Regions from separate parts of the Ovis aries genome. Here region 2 is linked to region 1. The links are chromatin contacts, called in public Hi-C maps. All regions are on one chromosome and are shown on one strand. The core of a region is the stretch at or near the end of the contact, and the rest is flanking DNA. Distances in the headings are between cores, read along the strand shown. Region 1 holds the start of WDR81 (WD repeat domain 81). Region 2 overlaps SMYD4 (SET and MYND domain containing 4).

Region 1 (3,613 bases), core at 877-3,376:
AAATTTTGTTGGTACTAAGAAGCAGGCTCAGGTGCATTAGTGGTAAAGAACCTGCCTGCCAATGCAGGAGTCATAATCCCTGGGTTAGGAAGATCCCCTGAAAAAGGGAGTGGCTACTCACTCCCGTATTCTTGCCTGCAGAATCTCGTGGACAGAGGAGCCTGGAGGGCTTACAGTGCACAGGGTAACCAAGAGCTGGACACAACTGAAGCAACTTAGCACGCAGCACACAAGAAGCAGGCACTACCTCCAGACCCTCCTCTGGGCTTAGGTACTTAGACCAATGTTAGGAATACAAGATTGTTAAGAACACATAATTTCCCAGGTGAAAAAAAAAACAATACGGCACGATGGTTACCACAGGGAAAACAGTGAGGGAGGGACAAATTAGGAGCTTGGGATTAACACACACACACACTACTATATAAAAAACAGATAACAAACAGAGACCTACCATACAGCACATGGAACTCAGTATTCTGTAATAACTTATATGAAAAGTATCTGAAAAAGAATAAATATATGTATATATATATAACTGAATCACTTTGCTGTACACTTGAAACTAACACAACACTGCAAGTCAACTATATTCCAATAAAATTTAAAAAACAAAACAAGGGATTTCTCTGGAGATCTAGTGGTTAACTCTCTCCTACTGCAGGGAACACAGGTTCCAACCCTGGTTGGGGAACTGAGAGCCCACATACCACAGGGCATGGCCAATTTTTTTTTTTTTAAATTAAAAACAAAATAGTACTTGGCCAAGGAGTACAAAGAACATTGGTTTTAGAATGAGCCAGGCCTAGATTTGAATCCTGGTTCTACCACTTCCTAGTTATGGGACCTAAGCAAATTACTTAGCTTCCTCATCCTAAAACGGATCTAAAACTATCCTCTTAAAAAGGGTTGTGGTGAGAATTTAAAGTATGCAAACTGCTTAGCAAGATGCCTGGCTCCTGATCAGTGCTCTGTAAGTGGTGGCTGTTAAGTTATTATCGCTCAAGGTCATGTGACCAAGCACATCAGCGGTTCTAGCTGCCTTTTTCAAGAAGGATACAGATGAAATCAAATTATGGCTGAGCCATCCCTGTTCCTCTCTAATTAGGACTTTATTTTTTTTCTTAAGTGCCTTTATGGAGCTCCCACACCTCCACACCAGACTCCTACATGAGGCAAACTCTCCTTCTAGGAGTGGGACTGGAAAAATAGATACTGATGTCTCGCTGAAGACAATGGCCTGTCAATCCCACAAATGAGTCAGAATCCAGACGTCTTGAAGGAGTCCTGTAATTCTGGCGCCAGCTCGCTGGTTTCTGCTCCCTGCCATGTTGCACCTTCCCCCCAGCCACCGTGGCATCTGCAAGGCTCTGACAACAGCAGGCAGGCTCTGTCACACAGCAGAGACAGATCTTCAACAGGAAGTCTTGGGGGAACATTTCCATCCTGGCTTTTCAGCCTTCAACTTCTCTCCCCAAGATTGCCCAGAATTTTTATTATTTAAAAAAAAAAAAAAAAAGCCTTTAAAGAGCTGTCAGTGGGGAGGACTCCAGAGCAGATCTGTGCCCCAGTTTGGTGAGTTTCCATGCTGCCATTTGGACAAGCCTCTTCAGAGGTTCTTGGTTTTTTACCTGTAAAATATGAACAATAATAACCGCCCTTCCTAAATCACTGAGTGTTGCCAGGGCCAAATGGAATGTTACCGCTGAAACTTTGGAAAATTAAAAGCTCTTTCTTTTGGAAGGCAGCTTGGAGGCGGTGAAGGGACTTAATGTGAAAAGTCCCAGCTCTGCTTCAGGTTTCTTATCGGTAAAACCAGAGCGAGGTGGTTGTGGCGGCGGCGGCGGCGGGGGTGATCACCTGAGGCTGCCCTCTCTAAGGGAAACCCTCCATAGGTCTGCGTCCCAGCGCTTGAAGGAAGAAGTAAGGAGGGAAAGGGAAGTCTCGTGGGCCGCTCATAGCCCCCACCCCTGCCCGATTCAGCCCGGGAGGAAGCGAAGCTGCCACCAGGCCTAGCAGGGTGCGGGGAAGGAGAGGCCGGCGGGCGGTGGCGCGGCCTAGAGGAGGCGGGGTTCCCGGGTTCAGTCGAGCCACGTGCGGTTGTTTCCGTACCGGGCGATCACGTGAGCAGCGTCAGCTGACCCGTCACGGTGGAGCCTGGCGGTGGAGCCTGGCGTTGGCGCCCCTCAGCCCCCGCCCGGCCGTGCCTGGAGCGCAGGACCCTGCGGAGGGGTAAGAGCTCCCCCGCGGCCCCCCTCTATCCCCGGCCCATCCCCGCCTCCTCCGCCCCAGCCCCAGTCCCTCGCCTACCCCTACCCATCTGGCATCCGGGAAGCCGAGGCGAGGGGGGCTGTGGCAGGGCTCAGCCCCGCGCTGCCCCCAGGCGGCCAAGAGGGGATGGCCCTGGGGAGCAGGGGGCGGGAAGTCGCGCTTACCGCCAAGGCGGAGGGCTGGTCACCGCCCCCGAGCCCCGACATGGAGGAGCTGCTCCGGAGCGTGGAGAAGGACCTGAGCATCGATGCCCGGCAGCTGGCTCCGGCCCCGGGGGGTGCACACGTGGTAGCTCTGGTGCCCGCGCGCTGGCTGGCCAGCCTCCGCGAGCGCAGGCTGCCCCCGGGACCCTGTCCGCGCGCCGAAGGCCTGAGCGAAGCGGAAGTCAGGACTCTCTTGCAACGCTCCGTGCAGAGGCTGCCTGCCGGCTGGACTAGAGTCGAGGTGCACGGGCTGCGGAAACGAAGGCTCTCCTACCCGCTGGGCGGCCTGGCTTTTGAGGAGGGATCCGGCACCCCGGAGACCCTCACTCGCTTCATGCAGGATGTGGCTGCCCAGAATTATCGCAACCTGTGGCGCCACGCGTATCACACTTACGGGCAGCCCTACAGTCATAGCCCTGCCCCCGCAGCTGTCCCTGCCCTGGATTCAGTGCGACAGGCTCTGCAGAGGGTCTATGGTTGCCCTTTCCTGCCACTGGGCGAAGCTGCGCAGTGCCCCTCATATGCCAGAGAAGGCCCCTGTGCCCCTCGGGGCTGCCCTGCCTCTCCCAGTCTTCTGAGAGCGGAGGCTCTGTTGGAGTCCCCGGAGATGCTCTACGTGGTGCACCCGTATGTGCAGTTCTCCCTGCACGATGTGGTCACCTTCAGCCCCGCCAAGCTGACCAACAGCCAAGCCAAGGTGCTCTTCATTCTCTTCCGTGTGCTGAGGGCCATGGATGCCTGTCACCAGCAGGGACTGGCCTGCGGGGCCCTGTCTTTGCACCACATTGCCGTGGATGAGAAACTTTGCAGCGAGCTCCGCCTGGACCTGAGTGCTTATGAGAGGCCCGAGGAGGCGGGGGATGAGGAGACCCAGGAAGCAAGAAATAGGGCAGGTGTCGAGCCTGGCGAGGAGGGAAGACGGGGACCTGGGTGTCCCACATGCCAGGAGGAGCTCAGGGGCCTTGTGTTAGACTGGGTCCACGGCCGCATCAGCAACTTCCACTACCTCATGCAACTGAATCGGTTGGCGGGTCGGCGGCAGGGGGACCCCAACTACCATCCGGTGCTGCCCTGGGTGGTCGACTTCACCGTGCCTCGTGGGCGCTTCCGAGACCTGCGCAAGTCCAAGTTCCGCCTCA
Region 2 (3,780 bases), core at 642-3,141, 45 kb after region 1:
GGCTGGATGTATTCCATCCAGAAATACTGACAGTAGGGCCTCCTAATGATCCCAGTTACAAAAGTGGATGAGGCCATCAACTCACCAACTCTACTGTTCTTTCAACTTTTAACTCTGGGTTTCTCAACCTTGACGATATTGACATTCTGGGGCCAGATAATTCTTAGCTGGGGGTCGAGATGCTGCCCTCTCGTGCACTGTCGGATGTTTAACAGTACCTCTGGCCTCTACCCCGAGTCCTAACAATTAAAAACGTGTCTTCAGACATTGCCAGACGTCTCCTGAGGAGCAAGAAGACGCGTGCTTGATTATAACTGCTTTAAAAAGAATAGAACCAGGAAGAAGGAGGAGGGCCTGGAGCTGAGGGTGCTGAGGATGAGCACTGAGGGAGGGAGGGGGCTGAGAAGAATGGCTAAGAGCTGCTGTGAGCACGGGGTAGGGGGAGCCTGAGGCAACTTCTCCCTGGGAAACTCCCTTCAGAGCTAAGAGCTTCCCTTATCTCCCAGGAGGAAATTCAAAAGCGACAAATGTGTCAGCAGGACAGAAGGAAGGGATCACTCCTAAAGGGGAAATAAAGACGTTTCACTTTATCTTCATTCCAGGGGCCTCGTGACCTAATTTCCTAGAGAAACTGTTTAGCCCTCATCAGAGGCTCATCTCTCTTCTAAGAGCAGTGGACGCTGTGGGAGCAAAAAGGAACACACGGGAGAGCCTAGTATAAAATCAGTATGTGGCCTGGCAAAGTGCTAGGAAACAAGACTTACCCATTGAAGAAGACTTGGGCCAGTTTGAAGAGCTCATGGCCCATCTCCACACTGGATGGCCCGTGGTGGACCTCCACCACTTGGAGACTCTTCTGCAGGTGGGTCGCTGACTTCTCCCAGTCCCCTGCAAAGAGAGGAAGATCTGGATCCGGACGAGAACCACAGTCAGCTGTGGATGAACTTGTTCTGGGAAAGGAAAGCTGAATGGAAGGGAGAGCAGCCTCAGATGAAAGACTGAGAGAGACCCAACCAGATAAGGCCAAGGTCACGACCGCACACACAAGGCAGGCTCACTCCTCGGAGCGGAAGATACAGTCACAGGCCATACCTAAGGCAGCATAGGCCTGGGCCAAGGCGTCCTCGATTTCTCCCACCACGCTGTGTTCCGCAGACAGGAAGCTCTCGGCATCACTCTGACACCCCAGCAACAGCTGAATGGCTAGCTCTATCAACTCAAAGGAAAGTGGACTCATTACAGACACAGATCCAGTCTTAGAAATGAGATTCCAGCCCTTAAATCCTCTATGGGTGGGCCTGAATGTGGAAATCCCACTTTGTCTCCCTGGGTTGTGATCAACCCGTAATGTTGGGTCCAGTAAAGCTGCTCTCTTATGTTTTCTCTTTCAACAGCACAAGGTGCTGGGTGAGGCCTCCCCACACGTGCTCTGGGTTTCCAAATTCAGTTTGAAATGGGATGGCTACGTTTCATGTACGGTCGTTACTTCTCTTGACTCAGAAATCTAAGCAGCAGGGTCAACTTTCATAAAAAGTAGGGTAAATAAATTCCCATGACGTCAAGCCCCAAGGCAGAGCTTTCCAGGGTAATGAAGGGTTTTGTAACTCCCTTTCTGGAAAAAGCAGGATACTTAAACTCACTGGGCACATGCCCCACTGCTCTGTAGAAGAGAGGTAGGCTCTGATGAGTGCAGAACAGTTTCTCTAGGAAATAAGGTCACGAGGCTCTACAACTTAAATAAGTGACATTGAGCTTCTGGATATGCACAAAGATTACGGATGTCAGAGATAACCCGTTAGTCTTTAACTAACTCTCTGATGCCTAAGGAACAACAGCTTAAATCAGTTGGCCCTTTTTCAAGGACATCATGCAAATTGAGCTGGTAAGGGTTTGGTCTCACTGGCCTACATAGCCATCTTGTGGCTGGCAGGGGGATAATTAAATTCAACGCTTCAATCTTCACCGAGTATCCTTGAGATCAAGGTGAACTCAGACTGAATAAAAGGGAAGGGGCTGGAGGACCGAAGCAGGGAGCCAGTCTCACCTAGTCTGCCGTTTCTGAGATGCTTCTGGGCCGCCCCCACCTGTTGCTGAAGGTCCTGTAGCCGGGAGACCAAGAGGTCTCTGCCAACTGATTCCGTACAAGCTGGGCCGCTGCAGCTCAGAACATCGTCTCCCTGCGGAAGTCAGTGTTCTCTTTATTGACCAGAGTCAGCTGGTGACACTGTATGTGCTTACCCTACAGCATCACTCCAGAACTTCTGACCCTGTGGGGGAAGGAGACTCCTGCCGTAACCACAACGACCAAGGGGGACCGAATCTGGATTTGGTTTGATGGCAGCAACTTTAGCGGAAGCAGGAGCTGAGCATGGTGTGAGATTTAGCTTCTGCAACCAAATTAAAACTGGTACAGACCACAGTCTCTTTCCACATTGGCACTGTGTTGTGTGTTAGTCGCTCAGTCGTGTCTCTTTGCAACACCATGAAATGTAGCCCACCCGGCTTCTATAGTTTCTCTTACTTCTCTCTGGGGCTAGGACTTTGGATGACAGACATATTTCCAGGGGTTATGAAAAAGCCACAAGGAAACCAACAGGAAAAGGTGCTGGGTGAGGCCTCCCCACATTTGATGCTGGGCTTGTTGTGACTTCAGCTTTCCAATACAACCAGTTCCACGTTCTACCTACAGGTCCCCTAAGACATTTGCCGTTTTTCAGATGCCAGAATCCGTGGCTCCATCTGGCAAGAGCACCATGATTTCTCCTGAGGGTCCTTTCTCATCCTTCCTCAGTCAGTGCCTGGGAGCTGAGCGGGGAGCAGGCAGCCCTGATATGGCCCATCCCTCTGGCCCAAATGGCTGGAGGGAAACTCTGTGCCTCTGATTTCCTGCCAGCCACAGGTATTGGGTTGATGAAACGCAGTATGATTTTTGCCCAGATCTTTGTTAGAGTCTATGTATGTTTTTATCCTTCTGGACTGGGAGGGTCTGAGGCTGGAGCTAAAGGCAGCCATCCGGCCACTGCAAGGAGGAAGTCTCTTTGAGACTGGGCTAAATAACAGAGAAAATGGAGCTAATGGGGCAGAAAGAAAAACTGGGTCTTGGTGACACTTCCTGAACTCCTAGACTACAGTGTATTTGAAGCACCCTTAACCTGGGATTCCTCGTCATTTACTGGAGCAACCCCGACTCAGTTTAGGTGGGATTTTCTGCTCTTTGCAGAAGAAAAGAGCATGAATCCCAACCCTTCCCTGTGGTTCCTGTAGGGGGTGATCAAGGTGTGGGGAAGAGAGAGTACGGCTTTCGGCACCTCCAAGTTCCAACTGCATCCTCCTAAAGATTTCAGGCCTTTCAGCTGGATAACTGATGTCCCAGAAAAGCCATGAGAGAAGGGAGAAGGAGAGATACCTGCAGGAGCGCTCTGCAACGGTGACAACGGAAGGCTTCCCGACCAGGCCCTGCCGAGGGTCTCTGCTTCTCACGTTCACAAGGCGGACAGTCGCAGTCAAAGAAATACTGAGACCTCAGCTTCTGGCGCCTCTCAGCAACGCCCATCCTGCTCTCGTGCGGTCCTGCAGAAAGACCACGCTTGGCCAATATTGAAACCGAGAGAGCACCAAACACTGCTTAAAAGATTGCAGCGGACTTCCCTGGCGATCCAGTGGTTAAGACTCTGAGCTTCCACTGCAAGGGACAGCGGGCTGCCTCCCTGGTCAGGGAACTAAGATCCTGTACATCACAGTAAAAAAAAAAAAAGACTTCAGCTTAGTGGAGGGTCTGGT

Evidence for each region. A called contact is a pair of places that touch in the nucleus more often than the background predicts.
Region 2: a Hi-C map of liver shows a contact between it and region 1, with 3 times the contacts expected there. The contact joins the enhancer-like site here to the promoter of WDR81 in region 1. A contact is called at or near these places in 5 of 16 Hi-C or Micro-C datasets (hypothalamus, liver, mixed tissues and 1 more).

Annotation. Positions count from the first base shown.
Region 1 is chr11:22,709,100-22,712,712 of ARS-UI_Ramb_v3.0, forward strand. It overlaps WDR81 (WD repeat domain 81), which reads left to right and starts at 2,127. Exons shown (of 10, transcript XM_027975144.3): 1 at 2,127-3,613. The coding sequence starts at 2,398. LOC121820574 (a long non-coding RNA gene) reads right to left here and starts at 2,658. Exons shown (of 2, transcript XR_006061133.2): 1 at 2,436-2,658; 2 at 468-1,631.
Region 2 is chr11:22,754,035-22,757,814 of ARS-UI_Ramb_v3.0, forward strand. It overlaps SMYD4 (SET and MYND domain containing 4), which reads right to left. Exons shown (of 11, transcript XM_012185460.4): 7 at 3,407-3,570; 8 at 2,045-2,177; 9 at 1,093-1,209; 10 at 765-888. Among named protein-coding and RNA genes, the nearest start is that of SERPINF1, 17 kb to the left of the region's middle. Within about 2 kb of position 1,892, at least 4 of the 54 cell types and tissues checked have an H3K27ac peak or open chromatin away from gene starts, as enhancers often do.